Linked DNA regions of Mus musculus: region 1 is linked to region 2. The links are chromatin contacts, called in public HiChIP or PLAC-seq maps. All regions are on one chromosome and are shown on one strand. The core of a region is the stretch at or near the end of the contact, and the rest is flanking DNA. Distances in the headings are between cores, read along the strand shown.

Region 1 (6,149 bases), core at 2,814-5,313, 550 kb before region 2:
TAATCCTAGCATTCAGGAGGCAGAGGCAGGAGGATCTTTGTGAATACAAATCCTGCCTAGTCAATGTTGCAAGTTCCAGCCAGAGCTATGTAATGAGATCCTGTTGGGGGGCAGGAGGGGGAGGGAGAAAAGAAAAAAAAAAAAAAGGAAAGATTGAACATGAAAATGAGAACTTTCTCAGCCTCTTGTGTCTAATTCCTTACTACATAATGAGCCTTCTTTGTCCTCTGCTAGTCCTGGAAGTACAACAGAATTTAGTTACTGTGTCATTTGAGAGACCATACATGTATGTGGTTCTTGAGCATATGGTAACAGATCCAAAGATTTCAAACTAAGATGATGTATGCTTGTAATTCCTGCACTTGGAAAGCTAAGGCAGGGGATTGCAAGTTGGAGAACATGTGGGATATATAATGATATCAGAGCCAGTCTGGGCTACACAGTGAGACTTTATCTCAAAAACAAAGCAAAACAAAACAAAAATCAACAACAACAAAAGAAAAATAATACAAGGTCTAGTGAGAACAATCAGCAAGTTCTGCCAAGCTTGATGGCCTGCGTTCTATCTCTGGACCCCATGGTGCAGGAGCAGCTTTTGCAAAGCTGACCTCTGACCTCTGACCTCCACATGCATGCTGTGTCATGGGCTCTCATGTATGTGCACGTATGTGTACATGTACACAAAAAATGTGAAGAAACCTAATGTTAACAATTAAAGAAAAAACAATAGTGCAAAACAAAAAAATCCAAAACACAGACACAAATATTTTTTTCAGTTGATTTAAATTTAGAATTGAAATATATTTTAGTATCAAACCAGGATTTTTGTTTTTACTCTTTAAAGCTAAAAGAAAAATCAGAAAGTATTTGTATTTTATCTTCTTAGCTGGGAAAATTGAATAAGAATATTTTCATGGTAACAGTACTATTGTGAATTGTATCCATAGTGAAAAATAGTTGCTGTACTTAGTATTATAGTTAACATTTAACACTGTAGTAATATCTTCATCTACTATTTTGTCATCTATCATAGAGAGACCTTAAAAGAAATAGGGAAAAAGTTTTTCTAGTAGTATATGTAGGGTGACTGTACTATGATTGGTGGAAGCCAAACTAGTTCTCTGAGGCTTCTGTTTGAATACATATACGGTAAAGCAAGTCAGCATTTTGTTGGGATTGCGAAACTGCGTAGTAATGGGGAAAGAGACAAATATGTTATAGCTGGAGGAAGAAATGAAATCCAAAGTTATTGATCAGCTTTTAGATGGAAGTTTAGTTTAGAAAGATTCAATAAAAAAATGCTGAGATTGAAGAGACTAGGATACATTTTTTTATCCAATAAACTAGAGTCATTTGAATAATTTAAAAGATTATTTAGCTTACATTAGCTTCTGGACTTTCTTGGTCACTTGGATTTTAACATTGGGTTATTGTGTGATTGTTGATGTAAATATGATTTTTAAAGAAAATTATATTTGAATATTTTAATTGTAATCTTTCTTTGCTTATTCCTCAGGTGCCAAAGTGAATGATGTTGTCCCATGGGTTTTAGATGTTATTTTAAATAAACATATCATCAGCCCCAACCCACATGTCAGGCAAGCAGCCTGCATCTGGCTTCTTTCTCTTGTGAGAAAACTAAGTACCCACAGAGAAGTGAAGGTGAGTTTATAATACTCATTGGATATGTGATGAACTCAGGAAGGATCCCAAAGTGTTTATGAATTAAAAGTAGGAAGAAAGTATATGAAGTATGGAATCATTAAAAAGTAGCAGAAATTTTGAAATAATTACCATGTGAGGCACTGAAGGATGATGATTTGATTAATACTGGCAAGAAAATGATCTAAATGTGAAGATGTAAAATCAGAAGGGATAAGATTGGGCAGGCTCATTCTGGGACAGTGGTCAGTCTGAACGCTTAGACAACCTGTGTATGGTACAAGTTACGGTGATATGGACGCCTGTAACGTTCACTGCATGGAAAGGTCAAGACTGCCTTGGTCCTAAGACTCTCTGGCCTCCATGTACCTTACCAGCAAGATGCATGTTTTCCTGAAGAGGAGGTAGAACTTCAGTGCTCTAATGCCTTTACTTTTCTTTCAGTCCCATCTTAAAGAAATTCAGAGCGCATTTGTTTCAGTTCTGTCAGAAAATGATGGTAAGTTGTTGGTAAATATTTGATTTGTCACCTTCAGTGTACTTGTATTTTAAACTTTAAAAGCGTGAGTGAGTGAATTAGAGCACAAAAACTTTTGAGCCATGTCACTACAACAGAACTAGCCACAAGCCTTTAACCCCAGCCAGCGCGTGGGAGGTAAAGGGCAGGAGGACCATGAGCTCCAGACCATCCTGAGTTAGAGATAGTAAGGCTCTCTGCAATAGAATTAGAAATTAATTTTTTTAGTATTAAAGGTAATTGTATTAAGGCAAAAGCCAATATTAACTACCACAGTACCATCTTTCCACTAAAGTTCTAAAGTAGAGGAAATAGATATTCTTTCTTATACATAAATTAGAACTTTACATTTTTTAATGGAGCTTAGGCCTTAACATTAGTGTTAAAGTTTTCCTGCTTTGAATTACTTTTTCCTCTTTATTAAAGCCAGGAGAAGTTGAATATGTTAGAAATTTAAATAATAGCTTTAAAACATCTTATTCAGAACACATGGACTAGTATTGCCTCTATTTTTCTAAAATTGGATATGGGTGTCTTAAAGTCCTAGGAGAGTATTTTATCTCTAATATAAACAATATATGTTGATACTCTGATACTGTGGTTTTTATAGTGACACTGTAGTTCATTGGTATTTTATTAGTTTATGGTCATGATTCTCATCTTTATTAATTGAGGATTTCTTGTCCATTGACTTGATTTAGTTAATTGAGAGTGCTTCTACTTTTTATATCTTTACTTTTGTAGCATTTTAGAGTAAAGAGAATTACTTGAAAGAAAATAATTGGCTACAAGACAAATTTCTTTTAGAATAGCATAATTTTGTCTACCTTTTTTGTAGAACTCAGCCAAGATGTTGCCTCAAAGGGGCTTGGGTTGGTTTATGAGCTGGGCAATGAACAAGATCAACAAGAATTGGTGTCTACACTTGTAGAAACACTTATGACTGGCAAAAGGTATAGTGAATTTAACATTTCAGCTATGAATACTTAAGACATTGGGAATATTATGTGGAAGAAGGATAATTCCACCTTCTACTTATTAAGGCATTACATATCAATGATTGTAAACAGTTTAATTATCCCAGTGTATACTGTTTACTTCAGAAAATTTCATACTTGAATGTCCTATGACAGTTAAAGCATTGGATTAGAAAACATTTTAATACCTTTGGCTAAAAAAAGTTAAGGTGTGGTATGAAGAAACTTGAATGTTATTCATAGTCTAATGTTGATGAGTACACGGAAGGAGATTGGTTTTGTAATTGCTTGCTGCTTTCTGTTAGTTACCTCCATGAGGGAAGGGTAGTTTTTATGTGTGACACATTGGCTGTAATTAATCTGAGAAATTTTTTGCTTATATTTGATTTTAGAAAATTTGCAGTCTAGTAGGAAAGAATAGTTTTATATCTTTTATACCCTAGACACAGGTTTTTATCAGTTTGCAAATGGATTGTATCCAATTGTTTATTGTTGGTATGGAAAAATTGAAGCTAATTTAAATTCTTTCTGATTTGTTTTAGAGTCAAACATGAAGTTTCTGGAGAGACAGTGGTATTTCAAGGGGGTGGCCTTGGCAAAACACCTGATGGGTAAGTGTGCTAAATCTAAACACATTGATCAACTAAGGGAGAATAGGAATATTGTTTGTTGATGGATAAATAAAAATGACATGGAAAAAAACCCTACTGTCTTAGATTAGGTTTTCTTGGCCTCTGAGATAGAGATTTGTATGTTGGAAGATTATTGGAGAATACCCTTAGGATTGTCTTTGGGAGCAGTGAGCAGTGTTGGCCTGAAGCCATACCTCACTGGACACTGGATTCCTGAGGAGCTTCAGGCTAGGATGGCGTGGCCCTTCAGGGGTGTCGAGCCACAGAGCCTGGGCCTCTTGCCATACTTCTTAGGCCTTTATGCCTGGCCAGTGAGTAATCATTTGTGGCAGGCTGCTTTGTGGGAGGCCATGACCTCAAAGACCAAAGTTAGTTCTCGGACTGATACTAGGTCTAGAACTGTCTGCTTCTAGGAAGCTGAGTCCTGAATAGACATCTTGCAACATAGAGCTACGTTAAATTCATCTAAATTTTTTCTGGGAATACTTTCTGTGTTTGACTAGTCTGCCTGTTTAGTATTTTAAATTAATTTTGATGTTGTCCCTCTTTAATTATTATTTCAGTGTAGTTATATTGTCATTTTTTTCCTCTTAAGAATTGCCAGATAACATGCCACTTGCTCTGTCTTCCTGTGACATTTGGAACAAGAGAATATTAATATTGTAGGTGGTTTATCTGTCCTGTGCTATCCTATATCTTACTGTTTTCATATTCAAAGTTCTTTTTATATGCTTGTTTTTCTAAATTCTTCTGAGCTCTTTGTTTTCTTCTTTCTCCTCTTTTTTTGGGTGGACAAGGTCTCATTATCTTTGTTGTTTTTAAACTAGTTGGCTCAGTTGAATTCTTTGGTACAACTACAGAGGTACAAACCACTGTACTTGGCTTCTTTACGAATTAAAAAAAGGTGCTAATTTTTCACAATGCTATATTATACCTAGAGGAAATTTAGCATAGAGATACTTTCAAATCACTCATCGTTATGAGAGATTGCATACAACATGATGAACTTGCAAGGTGTCTCCAGAGCCACCAAGAGCTTCACTTCCATGGAACATGCAGGCACATTTTAGGTATCATGTTTGTTACTATCAAATAACTGATAAAAAGCAATGGAGAGTCCATCTGGTTTACAGTTGGAGGCTGTAAGGTCTGTCACAAAAGGGAAGGAATGGCAGTAGATGGCTGCATGGCTGCAGGGGACTCTGCCTCCTAACCTCCTTCCTCCATACACCAAAGATCCACCTCTTGTAGATCCTGCCGCCTTCCAAAACAGTGCCATGAACTGGGAGCCATAGGCTCAAACACTTGACCTTATGGGAGGTATTTCACAATTAATTTGCAACAGGTATTTACTGGCAGAAAGATTTAGAAATTATTGATAATTGAGGTATATGACTTTTTATATACTTCTCAAACTAGTTTTCAGTCTCCTCAGTGATGATTGTGGTATTAGTAACTGAGGGAAATAGAATTTAAAAGAGCCCTGTAATATTGATGCTGAAATTTATGTCAAGCCAAAGATAGCTATAAAAATATTTTATTGTGTTTTTCTTTTTGTTTCTAAGTCAGGGCCTTTCTACTTACAAGGAGCTTTGCTCTCTGGCAAGTGATCTCAGTCAGCCAGATCTGGTATATAAATTTATGAATCTGGCAAATCATCATGCAATGTGGAACTCCAGGAAGGTAAGTTGTTATTTTATTTCATTTCTTCAATTTTTGCTGGAGAACAAACTCGGCATCATGTATATATGACAAGTGCTCTACTACTGAATTACATACCCCTATCTCTTACTGAGGTTTTATTCTTTTACTCCAAAACCAGACTTGTTACATTAGCCTTGTAGTGCCAGTTCATGTATAGTTAATTTTGAAAATCTGCATCTGAGAGCCAGATTACCACATTAGTCATTATTTGGTAAAGCTGGAATACTAAGTAAGGTTCTATTTAGGGGTAAATTTGAGAAAGAGTATTTGAAGCCTTTTTGTATTTGCTATGTTAACATTTTATTATGACAGCCATGTATAAGTTAGTCTTTATTGTTTTCAGGGTGCTGCTTTTGGTTTTAATGTAATTGCTACCAGAGCTGGAGAACAACTGGCTCCTTTTCTGCCTCAACTAGTTCCTCGCCTTTATCGATACCAGTTTGATCCCAACCTTGGAATTCGACAAGCTATGACAAGCATTTGGAATGCATTGGTCACTGACAAGTCAATGGCAAGTATCTGTGAGCCTATGTGTTAGGAAAACTCTGTAGCTTGCCTGTGGCACCACACAGGATTTAAACCAAACACCCGTTGCCCCTTGTATATTTGTTTCCTTTCATTGCTCGTTTGCTTTTTCTTTCAGTGATTCTGTAATAT
Region 2 (6,611 bases), core at 2,676-5,175:
TTGTGCACACAAATTATCAAAGCGCTTCTGTCCATGAATAGCATCACACCGTCTAGCATCATCCATTGACACTGTGCAAAATGCTGACAAGATGCTGAGTCAATAATGGCTCAACAGTGTGCAACATTAACATCCAGAGTCCTTGGAAAGACTCTTTTAGTATAGAAAAATGCACCATTTCAGGGGGACAGCATCCTTTGCTTTAGCCTCTACAAAACTCCGCAGCGCCAGACAGTTCTAGATGAATTGTACCACAGGAGTGAATCAGCATGACACGGTCAAATTATTCACAGTCTATTTTTTGCAACAATCTCTTCGAGCTGATGCAAAGATAAATAAATGTGTCCCAGGCATAACTCTGACGCTCTCTGGAGATCAATTCAATTAAAATATAAAGCCACAGATATGACTTGCTTTTGTAGTGCCCTGGTAATGAGTCGGATTAAGGTCTGCAAACCAACCTCACTCCTGGCCTTTGTTCAAAGTCCCAGTGTGTAGCCCACGAGCCAGACTGGAGGTTGTATTAGGTTAGCCCAGGGAAGGGCCAGAGTGAACTGAGGACTACAGAAAGTCATGGAAATTCTGAGTTATGATCATAGCACTCTATGTACAATTATCCTACATACTCAGAATGATAATTTCTGTGGATGTCTGTTTATGAGTGAAGTAACTGTTTTGGCATCAGCCAGGTGAAATCATGATTGGCTGCATTTTTCTGGATTAAGAAATACTTGGAGACTGCACTAAGCTAATGTGACATTTAGTCAATTTTTTTTTATTCTCTCATATTTTCCTTTTGAAAAATATGTTTCAGATTTTAAAATAACAAGAAAAAAAAAACAATGATTTAAGTTACCATGTTTTAAGTATGTTTAAGTATGGCCATAACTTAGGTAATATTATATATATGTGTGTGTGTATATATACATATATGATATATATATATATTTCATATGACATGTAGAAAATATATGTCCAATAATATTTAAAGTACCCTATATACATTCTCATGTATATTTTTATTCTCATTGATGATTACAAATTTTCTTTTAATAAACAGATATAGCATCATCTGTGCACTCATTCGGTTTAAGTTTTGCAATTTAACTGTGAGAAATAAAACTGCCAATATCTGACTTATTTATTTTTAACTCATCTTCTAATTAAAACCTGCAGGTAAATATAGAATTTAGTTACTCAGTCAAAGTCTGTATTTATGAGGCCCTGTGTGTATGTTTCCAAATTTCCTTTCAGGTATTTTCTCCAGTATTCTACCACATGAATTCTACTCACACGGATTCTACCATACTATATTGATAGTTTTATTGATGATACATTAATTGTTGAAGAAAGAACCTGCACTATTTTGTCCTTAATGTGAAATTTAACCTTTTATGAAGTATGCTTGATGCCTGGTGTGTGTTTGACATTAGTAAATGTTGACTGAATGAACCAGAGACCCTTAATAACCATGGAGAGTTTCATTTATAACATAAATATAAGTTCAAGTCTTTTCACTCACAATCTATGTCCTAAAACTTGTAAGACAATTATGATGATTACCTGTGTGGTTAAGGAGGTGGGAATGTTGATTGTTTTTCTTTTCCATATTTTTATTACATTTGAGTGTGTGTCTGTGCCTATGTTTTGTGTGTGTGTGTGTGTGTGTCTGAGGTGTGTGTGTGTCTGAGGGGTGTGTGTGTGTGTTGTGTGTGTGTGTCTGAGGGGTGTGTGTGTTGTGTATGTGTGTCTGTGTCTGAGGGGTGTGTGTGTGTGTGTGTCTGAGGGGTGTGTGTGTTGTGTATGTGTGTCTGTGTCTGAGGGGTGTGTGTGTGTGTGTGTCTGAGGGGTGTGTGTGTGTGTGTTGTATGTGTGTATGTGTTGTGTGTGTGTGTCTGTGGTGTGTGTGTGTGTGTCTGAGGGGTGTGTGTGTATTGTGTATGTGTGTGTGTGTCTGAGGTGTGTGTGTGTGTGTTGTGTGTGTGTCTGTGGTGTGTGTGTGTGTGTTGTGTGTGTGTGTCTGTGGTGTGTGTGTGGCTGTGTCCGTGTCTGTGGTGTGTGTGTCTGAGGGGTGTGTGTGTGTGTTGTGTATGTGTGTGTGTATCTGAGGGGTGTGTGGTTTGTGTGTGTGTGTGTGTGTCTGTGTGGTGTGTGTATGTGTGTGTGTGTGTGTAATGGTGCATGTGCAGAGTTTGAAGGACAACATTCTTTCTTTCTACCACACAGGTCCTACACATTGAACTCAGGCTGTTTGGTTTGACAGCAAGCCTGTTTGTCTTCTGAACCTTCTGATCAGTCAGTCCTCTTTCTAAATTGGATGATCTGTTCTTTGTATAATGCAGATATGTTCCTACTGAGAGAGTGGAAGTAAAAGTGATACAGTTGACATCAGGGCTGGGGAAATAGTTTAGCAATATAGAATTTGCCCTGGATACCCAAAGACCTGAGTTCTATATTTAGGTCTACCATAGACAGTTGCCATCAAAACTAGGTCCACACATAATGATTGAGTACATAACATTATGACATGTAGACCTAGTCGATTCTAAACTGGAAAGAATTCGGTACAAACTTTTTAATATAGTCCCATATCTAATTAAATTGTGTTATAAAATTCTACTAAACCATGAAAACATGGGTAAATATCTTCAGAGGTTAGTACTGATGGTACCCAGCCAAGGAATCTCCCAGGGTAATTGAGATTTATTTTTCAACTGGGCTTCTGATTTCTCTTAAATTTATCATTAGTAGGATGGTGTTAATATGCTCTATTGGTCTCTTCATCAAGTGTTTTTCACCCACTCATATAGTTCATCCTGAAAAGAATGCTAGAAGACAGGGGCTAACACCTCCTCACTTCACAGATGAAAGGACTGAGTTTCTTTCAGTCAAGAAAACCTGGACCTAACACCAATGCTCTCAGCCCTTACCCGTGGATTCTCTCAGTCATGCAACAGATATTTGTTGTGTGCTTACAAATGTGCCGGGCACTGTGCTGGGTCCTAGGAGTCCGGTGGTGCTCAAAACAAGCACGGTGCCTGCTCTCTTTGAGGGTTCAGTAGGAAGAGCAAGGATTAAATACGGAAGCGCAAGTTGAGATAATAGCTATAAAGAGAAATTACAGGGTGCTCTGGGGTGCTCTGAAGGCTCCCTTCCTGAGATACGACAACCAGCAAAGGTTGCTCTGGGAGAGTGATAATTAAGCTAAGAGTTGATGGATTAGCCTAAGTCGATGAAAACCTGGGGAAGAATGTAGGAGGTTCTGAGAAGAGCATGGCCGAGTGTTTTCTAATCCTTTGACAAGCTTTCACAGTGAGATCTATCTTAGCCCCGGGTCATTAAAGATCAATTTCTCTGTGTCCCCCTCTTCTGACTTTATATTCACTACATCTGCTTTTAGGGACGGATATTTGCTTTCCATTCAGCTTGACAATAAGAAGAATGCGCTGACTGAGCAAGCCTTTGCTGCTTGTGTTTGTTAGGAGAGTCCTTCCTCCTTGCAACTTAGTAAATCCATGTTATAGCAATCTCGAGTACGTTGTCTTCTTGTGAAGTCTGCTCACTGCAATGGTCTAGCTTCTGCATTGTTCCTTCCCAGTTTCCACCAGCCTTCCCTTCAATGCTCCAAATGATTCTGTCTTGACCACCCTCACTTTTCCATGTGCAGCTCTAGAAATGGGTCATATTTCCTTTAAAAGAATGATGTCTTTAAACTGATAATCGATTTAGTGAGCACGCACTCCTTGATTATATTGATGGGGTTTAGTGTAAAGAGAATCCATTTGGAAGACAGTCTGAATGAAATCATGTTCGGAGTATTCGGGGAAGAAAACAGAGACCATCTTGCCTTGGCAGTCATGTGCTGAGTGACTAATGCTGGTGTTCCTTTATGAGACTGTTTTATTATAAAACTGTAGTAAACCGTGCTGGCATGTCCCCACAGCCAGCATGGAAATGAACTTACTCATAATATTTACTTCTTCTCCAGAGTGCCTAAGCAGACCTGAAACATCTGAACTAACAAAAGTCCTCCAACTTATAATATGTCCCAGCTGTTGTGAGGCTTGTGTGCGTGCCTCTGTGTGTGTGTGTGTGTGTGTGTGTGTGTGTGTGTGTGTGTGTGCACCTCGGAGGGGATTTCCTTGTATTTATTCATTTATGTGCCCTTTGCAGTAGGGCAAGCTCCGTCCGACTGGAATTCCATGTGTCTTTCCTGAGCATTTGTTATGTGTAGAACATTGGCTCGTGTCTAAAATGTCTTCCAAGCAGGACGCAGCTGAGAGCCATGAAAGATGAGATTGTATATTGTTTAGGCACAGTGATATGACTGAGTGGTATTTTCACAGTCAACAATTCATTTTTCTGCCAGTACAGAATGCCACATTATTAACAAGCGGGTATTATCTGGTGACTCTCATGAAAAGATACATTTGTATTACTGTTTTCTATTATTAATTGTTTATGAGCAGCTGGTTAACTTTTAATATTACAGAGATAAAAATCATCAGGGGCTCTATTAAATTTGGTTCTTTTTTTTCTTATCATCTTCTCTAAGTTGGGAGAACAAAGCAAGACAGGTCATAAATGTCTCAAATTTGAAAAAAAAATGTAAGGAGTGCAAGAAAAACCCATTATGTGTCTTTCCCACCTTCTTTCTAAACAGGAGCATTTACTCAAGTAACTGAACTTAACTCTGGGGTTACAGCAATGGGCAAGTCTCTGAGCAAGAAACTTGCAGCTTGGCCAAGGAGAAGAGTAATGATATCAACAATTAATACTGAGTGCAGGGCTTGGGGATTCAGTGGTAGAATGCTTGCCTGGCCAAGATCATGAGTTATAACCACAGCACCAGAAAAAGACCAGAACACAAGGGCATAGGTCAGCTGATGGAAGGCTCATCTAGAATACTTAAAAATCTACCTTCTTTATTCAGCTTTACAGAAACAGGGCACAGTGGGGCACATGCGCAATCCTAGCAACAGGAGGTGGAAACAGGAGGATCAGAAGTTCAAAGGCATCCTTGGCTTCCTAATACGTTTGAGGCAATCCTGAGGTCCATGAGACCTTGTCTGGGAAGTAATAGGCAGGTTGTAAGGAGGGAAGAGGGGAGAGAGGACAGTGTCAGAGAGGTGTGCTGAGAACACATGGGAGTCTGAGGATGCTCACACAGATTGGCGTTTGAGCTGAGAAGTCAACTAGGCACATAGGAGGTCAGGAAAAGGAGTATTTGGGGAAGAATCCCAGGAAGTGGATTCCATAGGATGCAGGGATATGAGAGCTATTCTTGCATGATTTTTCTTTCATTTTGTGCCTTTTTGTGGCTGCCAAGTGAAAGCTATATGCCGAAGGGTGCAAAGGAAAAAAATTAAAAGGAACAGACAGAATCACTTTGCATGCCTCATGGGTTATTCTCAGACCTCATGATATCATCTCAGGAGTGGAACACCTGCCTAATATGTATAAACTTCTGGGTTCAATCTCCAACAACAACAACAACAACAAATTAGAAAAGATAGAAGCAAGTTTTTAATTATGTGTAAATAAGTAAACAAAAATCTAAAGTTTCTAATGCAGAAATTCACCACTGCTATAGTGTGTTGTGTGTGTGTGTGTGTGTGTGTGTGTGTGTGCACAGACATGTAGTTTTGCTCCTAAGTCTCCAGGCCCTTCACCCTTCCACTTTCAGGACCTGCTATGGCATCAAGACCCTGTCTATCATTAATGATGCTGCAGCTTCCAGATTCTACTTTCCATGTAACTAAAGCATATCGCATGATCACATGACCAGGATGAGCCAATGAGATTCTTCATGCAAAAACAAAGCAAAATGTTGCTTTAGGGTTCATTCATCATGGCGCATGGCAGCAGCAGCAGAGTCTGAAGGATCAGCCATGGTGACAGGAAGTCACAGGGTCCAGCAGCTCCTGGGCTGAACTTGAAAAAGTGCCTCCCAGCCATGACCTTGTTTTTCACTCAGATTTCTAGTTTACGTATTTAGGCTTGTGGTTGATTTCTAGAGCTTCACACTCTTCTAGAAAATTCCTCATAGCATACATTAGATAGAGCTGGTGTTGGTTGTTGACAGTGAGAATGACAGGCAACAAAAGGGGCGTTTTGGGGGGGTTGTTTTGATTTGAGCTCTACCTGATGCTGTACTTTGTACTGTCCCACAAACAGAGTTTTCATAGGCATAAAAAGTTGTTACCATAACTCCTCACGGCCCAGCACTGGGTTCTCCCAATGTGAAGTTCAAGTGATTGGCATTTAGCTACCAAGTATCATTATTTTATAACACCATGTATTGTGCCCACTCATTGGTCCCAGGTGATCTCCCAACAGCCTCCTGGGCATCAACCATGTTTTGCATTTTTAACTGAGACTTCACAGAAATCTTAAGCTCCACCATTGAGTTTGGTCTCATCATGGCTTACATGCTGGGCCTTGCACTACATCTCACAGCTGAGCCAACTTTAAAATGTGACCTATTTTATGGTGCAGTACAAGCCAAGGCCTCTGAGTCCTTAATATGGGGTGGGTGGGTTGGTTGGTTGGTCTAACATTGAATGTAAGTCAATTGTAGCTTGCACACGTGGGTGTCACGTGGCCTTAGC

The links. HiChIP or PLAC-seq counts read pairs in DNA pulled down with a chosen protein or histone mark.
Region 1: a CTCF HiChIP or PLAC-seq map of the NIH/3T3 cell line shows a contact between it and region 2, with 5 read pairs. The contact joins two enhancer-like sites. A contact is called at or near these places in 10 of 39 promoter capture datasets (the 3T3-L1 cell line, the HPC-7 cell line, cranial neural crest and 6 more), 2 of 15 datasets of contacts at CTCF or cohesin (the NIH/3T3 cell line and large pre-B cells), 7 of 484 Hi-C or Micro-C datasets (the HPC-7 cell line, adipose-derived mesenchymal stem cells, nephron progenitors and 2 more), 1 of 115 datasets of contacts at active chromatin or transcription factors (fibro-adipogenic progenitors) and 3 of 9 other capture datasets (adipose tissue, macrophages and pancreatic islet).

What each region holds. Positions count from the first base shown.
Region 1 is chr4:58,824,020-58,830,168 of GRCm38.p6, reverse strand. Ecpas (Ecm29 proteasome adaptor and scaffold) reads left to right here. Exons shown (of 49, transcript NM_172381.3): 25 at 1,517-1,662; 26 at 2,107-2,161; 27 at 3,018-3,132; 28 at 3,699-3,767; 29 at 5,354-5,471; 30 at 5,836-6,003. Among named protein-coding and RNA genes, the nearest start is that of Olfr267, 41 kb to the right of the region's middle. Within about 2 kb of position 4,063, at least 26 of the 459 cell types and tissues checked have an H3K27ac peak or open chromatin away from gene starts, as enhancers often do. A contact at or near this core is called in the NIH/3T3 cell line, where this site is marked.
Region 2 is chr4:58,269,330-58,275,940 of GRCm38.p6, reverse strand. No RefSeq gene overlaps it. Among named protein-coding and RNA genes, the nearest start is that of Musk, 13 kb to the left of the region's middle. Within about 2 kb of position 3,925, at least 47 of the 459 cell types and tissues checked have an H3K27ac peak or open chromatin away from gene starts, as enhancers often do. A contact at or near this core is called in the NIH/3T3 cell line, where this site is marked.